Linked DNA regions of Mus musculus: region 2 is linked to region 1. The links are chromatin contacts, called in public Hi-C maps. All regions are on one chromosome and are shown on one strand. Each heading gives the region's core, a stretch centred on a gene start, on an enhancer-like site or on the middle of the called end of the contact. The rest is flanking DNA. Distances are from core to core; before and after follow the strand shown. Region 1 overlaps Dync1i2 (dynein cytoplasmic 1 intermediate chain 2). Region 2 overlaps Itga6 (integrin alpha 6).

Region 1 (6,451 bases), core at 1,724-4,223:
GGGAGTATAGGGGATACCAGGGCCTTCTCCCCAACACAATTCAGAGTAAACAGATCTTTGCTTGAGAAGCCTGAGGTGGGAGGAAGCCTACTCTTCAACTGTTTGTGGGGTCATCGTATTTGTCACACTGTGTGACTACTTACTGGGTTCTGCTTACTGCAAAGCAACTCCAAGCCATCTAGGATTTAAGACCATGCCTTTCCCTGCAGCATTAGAGCACCACCTTGTGTCAGGAAATTGACCAAATGAGCAGAATGCTGCGTTTCAGATACCTTAGTTGTCCAAAGTTTAACTGTCCAGTCAAAAGACGAAGTGACAAACAGATGTGAGAAGTCTACTGCTCCAACAGCCGCGTGACAGTGGATTCCAGTGATGGGTCCCTGGTGTCCCTCAAACATCTCACTGATTCCAGCTTTGCTATTTCATAAAAGTGAACATGTTAGGGACCTCTCTTGGAAGTACACCACATATTATTTTCTTAACATTTTTACTTATTCATTTTTAAGACAGTCTTTGTAGCCTGAGCTGCTCTGGAACATACTACATAGGCCAGGCTACATCTTCCTCTGCCTCCAGAGTGTTGAGATTAAATGCCTGCACCATTACACCCAGCAAATGTATCACATCATGGGTTTATACAGCAGACTTTGAATTAATTTCAAACACAATTCTGGGTTCATAGTTTATCAACGTAACTTATAACAAATGCCACTTTATTCAGATGTGGTAACACTACTAATATAGCAGGGGCATTTTAGAGCCATAAACACCATGCTGTTGACAAGAGAACTCAAAAGACCATATCCATGGTGGTAAAACAAGGACAAAGGATGCTGTGTAGGGATGCTATGTAGGAAACAATCTGGACTATTTTAAATTAAAAGCTTTGAAATGAAATGAAGGCAATCTATATTGGAAATGAGGTCCAGATGTTCAATGCTTTTAAAGAACAGCTAGACAATTTCAAAACAGACCGAACAGTAGGAGAACTATTAGTCAGCTTAACATATGTAGTGACATTGCTAGACCATTATCAGAAGGCTCAGACTAAAACTCAAAGTTCAAATGAACCTAAACAGAAAACAGGTGACAATCACATTTATGAACCTGAAGGCCAATATGTGGAACATACACACTGCATTTCTAATGCTGAACACACCTCCTACAGTAACTTCTGTGAGCATATGCAGCACACACAGATCCCTACAACATACTGCAACACACACAATCCAAAAGCACATGAATCCAAACTACTACAGCTAAAAAAAAAATTAACTCAAGTTCTCGTTGCCCAAATTTAATGTCCCAAGTCTAGGAGAGGATTCTACTTAAATACGGAACAAGCTGTTTCAATGAGATGACTCAAGGGAAAATTCTAAACAACATCTAATTCCTACTAAGTTTACCTGCCATGGCGGCATGCTGTATACACAGAACCTTCTTCACTGCCCACAACAAAGTTGTTGACGTCTCCAACAGGGAAAGACATAGATGTTACAGCTACTGCCTTTGACTGTTTATGAACCAACTCCATGCTATCCTAGAGGAAAAAAATGAGAAAATTAATTTGTAAAGCTTTATTTTCAAATTTTATTACAAATCTTCTAGTTTTAACTAGTTTGTATGCTACTGTTTTAATATACTATTAATATAAACCTACCTACCTCAGTTAAATGAAAAAGCTTTGGTAAGATATATTTAAACCATCAACACACCACTTAGATTTATAATCTGTGCAATAGTATAAAAATAGCTTATGATAAAATGCACGTGGGGGTACATATGAAATGAAAACTAATTTTACTTCAAATTTTCACATTCCTAAGTTTAACATACCTGTGGATGGGAAAGCATGTCCAAACTCCAGGAACAAATTTTTCCATCAGTAGAGATGCTAATCAGATTGTGAGCATTTTGTGTTCCAACAACATTTACACAGTAGACAGGGTGCTAAAGACATAAAACAGTTTTCAGAGGTTATTTACAAACAAACAATAACAAAACCCAGAAAAAAATTAGTCTAATTACGGGTATTCCAATTCCTATCAAAACAGGTTTGTTAACCTGCCAGCTTTTGTTCTGTTGCTCTTGGGAGGTGAACCCAGGACCCTGAGCACTGCTAGGACAGCAGCCCATCACTGACTTAGCTTTAATATGAAGTGTGTTGCTATTCTGTTCATTGATAAGAGGTTGTCTTAGAAAACAGAGGACTTTGTGATATATGCACCCTACACATACAAGGAAGCGTATCGAAGTCACTCTCCTAGGACTATATCGTCAGTGGTGAAGGCCAACGGAAGTCTAGGGAAATAACTAGTTACTTACTGTGTGTGCAGCAGCTGACAGCGGCGTTCTCTGGACAGGAGTTCTTTTATTGCTGCGGTTATCCCAAAGCACAATCTGGCCTGAATATGTACCTCCAACAACAAGATTCGGATGAAATTTTGCAAATGTAGCAGACATTACAGCTGACTGCAAAAACGCAGAATTTTTGTATTTAAGATTTAAGTGAGGAAAGTCTGACGAATTAGAAAAACAAATCTATCGGAAATATTTACCTATTACTTAAGGTATTAGAAGTTTTAAAAACAATCTACTCTATTTGAATATTGTAAGAAAAAACTATAGTAGTTTTTGTTCAAAAGTCAAATGTGATCTTTATATGTTTACATGGTTATCAAACAAAATAAAACTTGCTTCAATCAATTTCAGTTTTTAAAGCAAAGTTGGCCTGTGACTGACCTCTAACTATAATATGACAGTAAAGAATATATTAGTTTTGATTTGAAGTATTTATTTTGAATTATGACACTATTAAGATTTTAACTCATACAATCAGTAAGAGTCACAAATTTTAAGTTTTGCTAAATCCACTTTAAAAAAAACTACATCTACTTCCTACTTCAACCACATGTTTTTACTTAAAACTATTTAGTTGCAACTCCTCCGGCCATGACTAAGAGATTCAGGGGCTGAGGTCTAATTATATATTCTGTAGTAAGTCCCACTTCCTGTGAGAACAACGCATTCCAGAAGACTGTCTATATGGTCAATCACAGTAACAGAAAGTCAAAACTGCAACGGACTTTAGGTGTGCTTAACCATGATAAGAGATATTAGAAAAGCTAAAAAGGGCAGATCATACTGAACTAAGAGTGCTCAGCTTTGTGTGTGACAGCTGTTTGCAAATATGGTGTGGTTCAGTAAACGCCAGTCCAATGAAATCATGTTGATGGGAAAAGGAAAAAGGCACTTGTCTAAATTCATGAATGAATCCTTAAACATGGGAAGACAGCTGAAGGACGACCTTACCTGGCAGTGGAACACATACTCTGGGGTAGTTTTTTTGTACTTCATATTCCACACGAGGGCCACACCATCAGGCTCATGAGGAGCCTCTTCATTGTTATTATAGGAAGCCACAAGTAATTCTGGATACTGCTCACAAGAATCAAGAAGGAAAAGAAAAGTACGAATAGTAAGAACTATTTTATGTTCTTAACTATCTATCAAGTTGTTCTGAAAATTATCTTCATAGTTACACTCACCAAGATGCTAGTCTAATTTTAAATTAGCACAATTTAACATTTAAAATGTTTAATTTTTATACAAGTGGTTAGTGGATAATTAAATTAGCAAAATTGAGTTTGAACATAAAGTCCTGAATTTCAAATCTAAAAGCAGTTCCAATTTTTCCTTCTAAGGTACGCGAGTCAATGTGACAATGGCAACGTCAGAAACACCACCCAGTATTATTTATTTAACGTGACATACACTGATTTAATTACAAGAAGTCTTATAACCAAAATAAAACTATATGCTAATTAGAATTAAAAAGTGAGTTATAACAACTGATTTTTTTATACTTACCTGGGATGACCAATCCAAACAACTAACAACTCGATGCTTTGACCAACGCTCATCAAAGAACTGTCGATTTAATGACAGCTTAGCACCTGCTTGAATCTCCCTACAGGAAAAGATCACCCCCCCCAGAAAAGACAGCATTATAACTTGTGTCATTCTTAATATTAACATACTTTTAAGGCTGCAGAAGCTATGACCTTAAGAACTAAATATTACCCTTCTTTGTCTTCCAAGTCTCTCCCACTGTAGTCAAAGAAGATGTTAATCTGCTCAGAAAGGGCTCTTTCTACAATTCTCGTAGAATGGTCAAAGAAACTTAAAAATTCTTCTGAGTGTAAAATCTGTTGCTTTTCTTCTTCAGTTAGTTCATGAGGTGGAGCTGGAAAAAGAGTTTGTCTTTGTTTTTAAAGTATGATTTAGGCCAATTAAATCCTGTCAACTCACTATTATAATATGGTTCAAGAAATGCCACATATTCTTTTGAAATGAAACTCACCTCTGATTTAGAGCATTTTACTCTACTTTAACTCATAAATAATAAAACAAGTTTAAAAAGAACTCAGCAAAACAGAAATAAAACAAAAATTCCTTAAGTATGTTAAGGTACCTTTGCTATCATTCTCTTCGTCTTTTTTCAAAGTTTTCTCTTCTTCAGGTTCAACAGGAGGTTTAGGAGTTGCTACATCATCTTCCTCCTCCTCATCTGAACAATAAACAAAGACTAGCTTAATACAGACAGCTGTAGATTGACTCTGAGGCAGTATCTCAGAGGCATCACAACTCTCCCAAGGTGAAGCACTTGTAAAGACAGCCACAAACAGTGGAATTTTACCAGCACCAACTTAAAGAATGAAAGGGAAACTTGAATTTTAAGATACCTGTGGTACCTCATCAAGGGTTATCCTATTCTGTAGCCATGTGAAGCACGAGTGAGCTATAAGAAGGATGAGCTCCTCATGGAGTCTGAGCTTACAAGCATTACTATTCTAGACAGAACAACATGCGACTCCTCCACAGTTCTGTGGAGCATGCTGACACATTAATGCGGCAGAATGAAGAAAATCAAATGTCTAAAACAGCCCACAGAGCTGGATGCTTCCTTGTGATCTGAAACCATCAGTGTCTGATGGGTCTTCCTGGGACATAACGATGCTTACATTAACTCTCAGGTTGCTATTTGAGAGGCAGATTCTAAAGATAATAGCTTTGAGATCACATTTTCTATTCTGTCATTTTAAATGCGAGTCTCATTATCTATCACTGTGTGATGTGCAATAAGCACTTAACACAGTTTTCTTTAATTTTAATAAAAATAAATGAAGATATACAATGTTTATAAGACTTTTAAAAATTATCAAATCTCATGAATCCCCAAACTAGTATAAACTTGAAATAATTTATTTAAAAATGTTACAGGACATATAGGTTATATAATCCTGTCTACCATCTCTTTTTGCTACAAACTAAGGTAGAAATCATAAAAAGGGGGGACGGGGGAAGCATGTATTTTTCTTGCCCACATACATCTTAGTTGTGTATCAGGGAATGGCAGCAGGCATCTGCAACAGAGTCCATCTCCAGTAATGAAAGCCTATTCAGAAAGGGGCTTTCCTTGTCTGTTATAGTCATTTCCCTGACCCATGTACAAAATGATCTAACACACACACACACATACAACCTACACAAAAGAACGGTCAAGGATGGGACCAGCTGCCAAGTCACGGTCCCAGCAGTCAGGCCAGCTGACTAGATAGCAGCAACCAGATGGCACTGCTGGGCTTGTGTCTTTCTGCTGCAAGGTGGCAAGGGGATGGCATAACATTCTTCCGCTTGACTGCTTCCAATCCTGTGTCTCTCCCCAATGGTGAGCCTGTGCAATTACCCACACTCCAGGAGGCTACAGACAAGCCTTTACCCTGCAAACAAAATGCAGCTTGTAGGCCACACCAGCTGCCAAACCACACACAGTGTTAGATTTAGAGAGCTAAGAAAACCTTTCCAACTCTATAGTCTAAGCAATAAAAATATAACTGTACCTGTGCAGAGAAAGCTTTAAATGACACTGTATAACGCACACAATGATACAACCTCCAACTTAATCAGAATGATAATGACGTATGCCAATCCTACATTACTTGAAATTGAGCGATTTTTACGTCTGACAAGTTTACAGAACTGGGATAAATGGCACGAGTGATTTCAATATATGCTCATACTTTTGAACCAAATGGTGAAGGTTAAAATTTTTCCTTTCAAGGGCCTCAATCAGCCACAAAGGAAAACAGTAATCACTGTCTTTTCAGCCAGCCCAACCGCATTTGTCAGCCCTTTCTCCGTCAATGCAGCCAGAGCAATCAACCTGCCAAACATTCAGAATGGAAAAACAATCTGAAAATACAGGGTATAATGCACCTGCCAGTGAAAATGGCCATTTCAAGAAAAGCTAGTGATCTCAGTGACCCTGCTGAGGAGGCGGTGGCGCAAAGGGGAAAGAACACGTAAAAGAATTCTTAGTGATCGCCACTCTCTTGCACACTGACACTTCCTTACAAAGCATGCCAATTACAGCTTTTGTGCTACTTAA
Region 2 (6,451 bases), core at 1,187-3,686, 590 kb before region 1:
TCTACCCTCCTTTGACAAACACTTGGCTCCTGCTCTATCAAAGTGACTTTGACCAGGTCAAGGCGGTGGGGTGCAGCAGAGCATGAGCCCCCACCAAGCTAGAGAATCTGAGTTCCAAGCCCTCCTCTCACACCTGCTTAGCTGTGTGGCTTTAGACAAGACACTTAACTTTCCATTCTAGCTTGGTCTCATATAGGGCAGTACGACTTTACTTTCAGGGGATCTATAGCAGTATCACGACCTTATGCTACCTAAAGTGATTTACATAGCTTAACTCACTTAACCTTCAGGACAGTCTGAGGGACTATCATTCTGTGCCCATTGTACAGATGAGGAAAATACAATTAGGAACAAGGTCTCCTTTCCTGTTATGTTTAACTTGGCTCAGGAGCTAGGAATGTACACAAGAATTAGTAATAGCCAGGTGGTGGTGGCACATGCCTTTAATCCCAGCATTTGGGAGGCAGAGACAGGTAGATTTCTGAGTTTGAGGCCAGCCTGGTCTACAAAGTAAGTTCCAGGACAGCCAGGGGTAATTCAGCAACAGCTGGATTGTGTGTGTGTGTGTGTGTGTGTGTGTGTGGTGGTGGTTGTTGTTTTGAGTTTTTATGAAGATGGGGTGTGAGTTAGGTCTCAAAGTTGCTATATAGTCAAAGATGGCCTTGCCTGTCAGATGCTCCTGTCTCGACCTCCCAAGTGTCAGCACTACAGGCGTGGAGCACTTGCCATTGTTACATGGTGCTGGGGACTGAAGTCAAGGTTTTGTACACACTAGGAAAGCACTCTGCCGACTCAGCCATATCTCTATCCACTGATTGGATTTTGACAGCTAATGTGCAGTGTCAGAGCAAAGCACGTGGTAAGTGCCTGGGAGGCCCTGGGAATAATTTCCAGCACCAAAACAGTAATCAAGATGATAATAATAATAATAGCCAGGCTGTGGGGGCGCACACCTTTAATCTAGCACTCAGGGGGAGGAAGAGGAAGGTGGGTCTCTGAGTTGGAGGCCAACCTGGTCTACAGGGCAAGTTCTAGGACAGCCAGGGCTATGCAGAGAAAACCTGTCTCAAAAGCAAAACAAAAAGATAATAATAACAACAATAATTATAACAATAATAATGCCAGATCAAGATGTCATACTTTCCTAGGCTCATTTCCGCTCTGTCCTAACACACAGATCCCATATCCTACGCCATGCCCAGCAGGCCACAGAATGCACATTTGCTTCCCACAATGACCCGAGCTGCATTAGACACTTTAGTATTTCATTGTGAATTTTTCCTTGCTTTGCTAAGTTTTGCTATTCTTTGGTTTTAATAATATATATTTATCATACTGTGTTGTTCTCGGTGGTAAAATAAAGTATGTCAACTACAGGAGAATGAAGGTTTGGCTAGCTATAATCTCAGTAAGGACCAGGGGCTAAAAACAATGAAGAAAACAAGGAAGAAAATAAAACTCTGGTCCCTAAATTTCATCTTAGGTTGTTATCTTCACTGCTACCTTGAGAAACACCTTCTCAGAGGCCAATTATGAATATAGAAATAAGTGGTATTTCTGTTGATTATTTTTTTCTTAGACAGGATCTGGAACCCTGATTGAGCTGGAATTTGCTGTGGAAATCACACTGACCGTGAACTCAGAGATCTCCTGCCCCTGCCTCCGAGTGCTGGGATTAAAAGCATACACAAGGTCACCATATGTGGCCACAGGAAGTGGCCTGTAAAAAAAAAAATCCAACACTGGCAAAAGAGAAGCCAAGCAGCTTACATCTGTCTGGACCGTTTTGGCTTCATTTGAATTCAGGATGGGAAGAACTTCGGGGAGTGAGTTCACCCGCCGGCGAGAGCTGGGCTCCTGGATCTCCACAGAAGCCGTGATGGGGATGGGACGCAGCTTGTCTCTGATGTTCTCCTGCAAAGGGGGCAGGGACACAGTCAGTGTGCCCAAATGCCAACGGACCTCCGAAACGATGGCAGAGCAGAGATGAACGGTGCTGTTCAGAAACTAAGCGTCTCACAGAACACCGGAGTCCTGTGGAGACGACCCTGGCACACACTCACCTGCAGCCAGAGGGTCTCCTCCATGCACGCCCGCTGCTTCTGCCGATTCAGGGTCAGCTCCTGAGTATACTTTGGCTCGGAACCTTGGTTTCGAAACTGAACTCTCGATGACAACCCTGACTTTCTTCTTTCTTTTTCAGCTTCGAGAATACCCAAAATTGCTAGGTTGGAATGAACAAAATCACGTTAACTTAAAGTGCATCTTCACACCCCCTGAACTACAAAGAAGATGAGTTCTTTTACAGCACTTGCCCCAGAACCTTCGCCTCTCAGAATCTCCTGGAAGGGGGCCTTCTGGTGACCAGAGGGGTTTTTAATCCAATTGTTCTTCCCAGTGCTGTTAGTGTTTTAAATTCTCACTGGACCACCTGGGGGCGCTCGAGAACAAGCTAGAACCTTCTGCAGCAGCTAGGAACCCATCAGTTTCTGGCTGAATATCTGAAACTCAAAGAATACTAAAGATAACTGGAAATCCCCAATGTTCCTGCCCCGGGACTCTTTCAGCCTATGCGTCATGACCTTGGCGGGGGAGAGTCCTTGCTATTTGAAAAGTTGTCTGAGAAAGCAGGCTCCTACAGCAGAACTGGTATTTGCATTATAGCACTGGTAATCAAAGGAGACACATATATTAAAGATAGAAGTCACTGAGAGCAGGAAGAGACACCTGTAATCTCAGTTCTTGGGAACAAGGGGTGCGTTCTTTTACAGGACTGCCATGAACTCAAAGCTACCTTCAGTTACAGTGTGAGTCTGTCTGAAAAAAACAGATTAAAAAGATAGATAGATAATAGATAGAATGGTAGATGACAGACAGATCTGGCTGACATGTGTTCAGTAGCCGGAAGCCAGTTGTTTAGCCTCACACAGCTTTTATACACAAGTCTCCAGCCTGCAGCAGAGGTGGCCAGCTGCTCCGTGGAGGCAGGCCAGGATCGGGACTGTCAGGAGCTCACTTCTGGACTCTGGAATGCATTCTTCACTGGGTCACTGGATGGGGCTACTAACTATGCTTCTCATGGGCCAATACTTCAATCACTTGCATTCATTAAGCACTTGCTAAACCCATCAGAGGAAAGAAAGCACAGGAGTGTACACAGGGAGGAGAAGTCAGCCTCCAAGAAAAACTCAAGAAAATGGAGAAAGCTTATAGTCTACCATTCATGCGAGGGGGAAGGAAATGTCTTTTGAGTGTTTGTTGTTTGTTTGAGACAAATTTCACGTGGCCCTGGCTGCCTGGAACTGCTCCTCCTTCCTGCACGTCCCGAGTGCTGGAGTTACAAGCATGCACCATCACACCTGCTTCATACAGTGCTAGAATGGAACCAGTGCTTTATACTTACTTACACAGCGCCGGGATTAGACCAGGACTTTGTGCATACTAGGCAAGCATTGTACTAACCAAGCCATTTATACTTCTGGCCATGAGACTGTGCGTTTTAATGTCCTCTTTATAAATTAAGAAAGGGCAGCCGGGCATGGTGGTGCATGCCTTTAATCCCAGCACTTGGGAGGCAGAGGCAGGTGGATTTCTGAATTCCAGGCCAGCCTGGTCTACAAAGTAAGTTTCAGGACAGCCAGGGCTACAACACAGAGAAACCCTGTCTTGAAAAACCAAAAAGTAAGAACGGAAATTCTGAACCCTACAGCAAAGGGCAGCATCATCAACAGCTCCAAGTCTCTACCTGGCACACAAAAGCTGGCTGCTTTATACAGAGGCTTAGAGGCCAGGTCTCACCGCCCTTCCCCTTCTGCACTGGCCCCTCTCCTCCTCCTCCTCTCTATCCTCCCCAACTCCAAACTAAACCCTAATCCATTACTCTTCAGATCTTGACCCAGACTTTAACCCAAAAGCCTGTCCTGGCTCCTCCTGAGCCACTGAGAAAATTCTACCTCTGAGGCTATACACTGGGACTTACTGTCCTGCAGAGTGTGGAGGAACTAAGGACAAAGACTGCATCACCCTTGTTCACCAACTGCCACACTTGATAAAAATATCATCCACAGGACAGATGAGTGGAATGGAGTACCTGGCCCCATGCCACCCTACGCAGGGCGTGACACGTATGCATGTGCACACAGTGTGATGCAATCTCTGCACTGAAATCCTATTCACATAGGTAAGACCAAAATTTAGAAGCACTGGCAGTTTCAATAGCAATTTCTCTGTCCATCTGAGATATTCTTAAATGTCACGACTGCCAAATGGAATGCCCCTCATTTTTGGCCTTCTGCAGCCCTGACACCATCCACTTATCAGTGACCTGCTAACTTCCCGATGAACCAAATGAAGGCTCCCAGGCTGAGTGCCCCTCAGGGCAGAAGTAGAGGAGGGCATGGGTACATTAAAACCGTTTAGCTACCAAACCCTCGCTGACCTCTGTAACCTCCAGACAACTCACATCATCTTAAAATCCTTGTAGGTCACCTGTGCTGACCTCCTGAGGAACAAGCCAAGAAAACTCATTAAGGCTCAATTATAAATATCTGTGCATGCAACATCGCACGAAGAGGGCTGTCAAGCTAAAATATCGTGGCCCCACAATAAGCTCACTCTTGGGATACTGGGATATGATGCTGAATGTATTATACTTCTTCAGCTTTGTGGAAATTCTGTTTTATTTCACTGTAAAGTTATTACTGTGGAAGTATAATGAAAGAGTTCTTCCAAGTGAAGAGGCCCACCTATCACAGGCTGCAATAAACACGCAGGTAATGGAATGGGTACATACTATAAAGGAGACGCACATAGCAACAGATGTTGCATTAAGGCTAGAGGAAAGCTCATAACCCCGCTCTATAAAGGCAGTTGTTGGATGGAGCACACCGGTGAGATCTGACACTTATCGTCAAACAATGGTTTGAGGGGGGAAATGTTTTCTCATTTCTTCTCCCTTTACAAGAATCCAGTCTACTCTTATTTCTTGAATTCATTACAAATGCAGGTAAAAAGCATCCAGGTGAAGAAGGTGTGTGTTTGCTTATCATCAAAAAACATGTAACAAGGGGGCTGGAGAGATGGCTCAGCGGTTAAGAGCACTGACTGCTCTTCCAAAGGTCTCGAGTTCAATTCCCAGCAACCACATGGTAGCTCACAACCATCTGTAATGGGATCCGATACCTTCTAGTGTGTCTGAAGACAGTGACAGTGTACTCATATACATAAAATAAATAAATCTTTAAAAAATTAATGCAACAAGAGGTTGGTAAATGGTTCAGGTTGTAAAGTGCCAAGAAAATGAGGAAACACCATTTAAATCTCCAGACTATTGACTTTTTTAAAGCCAGGCATAGTGACCTTCCTGTCATCTCAGTACCAGGGCGGTGGAGATGGCTCTGTCCTGTATAATCCTGAGGACAGAAGTTAGGATCTCCAGAACCCATATGAAAAGCCAAGAAAGGACAGCAGCCTGTGCTCATCAGCCCAGCCCTGGGGCTCACTGGCCAGCCAGCTCTGCTAAAGCAATAAGCTTCGTTTTCAACAAGAGATCTATCTCAAAGAGTAAAGGTAGAGAGCCAGCAATTATGGAAAACACTTGCAGATGTCTTCTGACTTCTACACATATGTGCATGCATACTTACACACAAAAGCACATGCTCGGTTTACCATGTAAGTACATGTATGTACACACACGCACACACACGCACGAATGCCAATCCCACACTGAGCGCCAGAAAAAGACAGTAATTTAATAAATTAAAAGACAAAGTGCCTTCCATCTGGTTGTCTCCTTGATCAGCTTCATAACCCTAGACAATGGTGACTTAGGGGCACTGTTTTAACTGACAGGAAAATTAAACCCAAGGGCCAAGGACTTGTCCTTTGCTGTGAGTCAAGCAGAACTGAAGCCAGAAGCAGCAGCCGGCTCTCTGCTCCTATGGTCAAGCCTTCAGGTACTCAAGGTCCCGTACTGAGCACAGCTTAGACATTGTTGGGCTGCAGTCTCCGTGGGAGGGTCAGTGAGGCTGGTTAACTTGGCGAGTGAACCAGCCGCAGCTGTGCTCTGGCTGCTAGAGCTATCTTTCCACAACAGCCACCCGCCACCTCACCTCACAACCACACAACCCATTTTCCACAGGGCTTTTCAGAAACTGAAAGGGAAGAAGCTGTTGTGACAGCAGGTAAGTGCTCTCCCAAGACATCCCATCCCAAACCTGCTCGCTGCTCTGGAAAATTCAAATGGGGAGCAAATGGAGAGCCTTCCCTCCCTCCTGATTAAAGGGGAGACCACAGACAAACTTCCTCCTCTAGACAAGACTTTATGAGCTCACTTTGGCCACTAGAGTTTTGTTTTCCTGTTATTTATACAGAACTTTCAACCTAGCAGAGAGAAGATGTTTTTAATGTACTGGGCACTTACATATTGGAGGGTTATAACCGGAAGGTTTCG

Evidence for each region. Hi-C and Micro-C count contacts between places; a contact is called where the count stands out from the background.
Region 2: a Hi-C map of bone marrow-derived macrophages shows a contact between it and region 1, with 4 times the contacts expected there. The contact joins two enhancer-like sites. A contact is called at or near these places in 14 of 484 Hi-C or Micro-C datasets (the 3T3-L1 cell line, B cells, the C10 cell line and 10 more) and 1 of 115 datasets of contacts at active chromatin or transcription factors (embryonic basal ganglia).

Annotation. Positions count from the first base shown.
Region 1 is chr2:71,244,808-71,251,258 of GRCm38.p6, reverse strand. Dync1i2 (dynein cytoplasmic 1 intermediate chain 2) reads right to left here. Exons shown (of 16, transcript NM_010064.4): 6 at 4,475-4,570; 7 at 4,084-4,246; 8 at 3,871-3,970; 9 at 3,313-3,438; 10 at 2,326-2,472; 11 at 1,837-1,950; 12 at 1,407-1,540; 13 at 273-417. Among named protein-coding and RNA genes, the nearest start is that of Dync1i2, 36 kb to the right of the region's middle. Within about 2 kb of position 2,973, at least 9 of the 459 cell types and tissues checked have an H3K27ac peak or open chromatin away from gene starts, as enhancers often do. A contact at or near this core is called in bone marrow-derived macrophages, where this site is marked.
Region 2 is chr2:71,834,041-71,840,491 of GRCm38.p6, reverse strand. It overlaps Itga6 (integrin alpha 6), which reads right to left. Exons shown (of 26, transcript NM_008397.4): 11 at 6,422-6,451; 12 at 2,064-2,224; 13 at 1,771-1,914. Among named protein-coding and RNA genes, the nearest start is that of Pdk1, 36 kb to the left of the region's middle. Within about 2 kb of position 2,436, at least 20 of the 459 cell types and tissues checked have an H3K27ac peak or open chromatin away from gene starts, as enhancers often do. A contact at or near this core is called in bone marrow-derived macrophages, where this site is marked.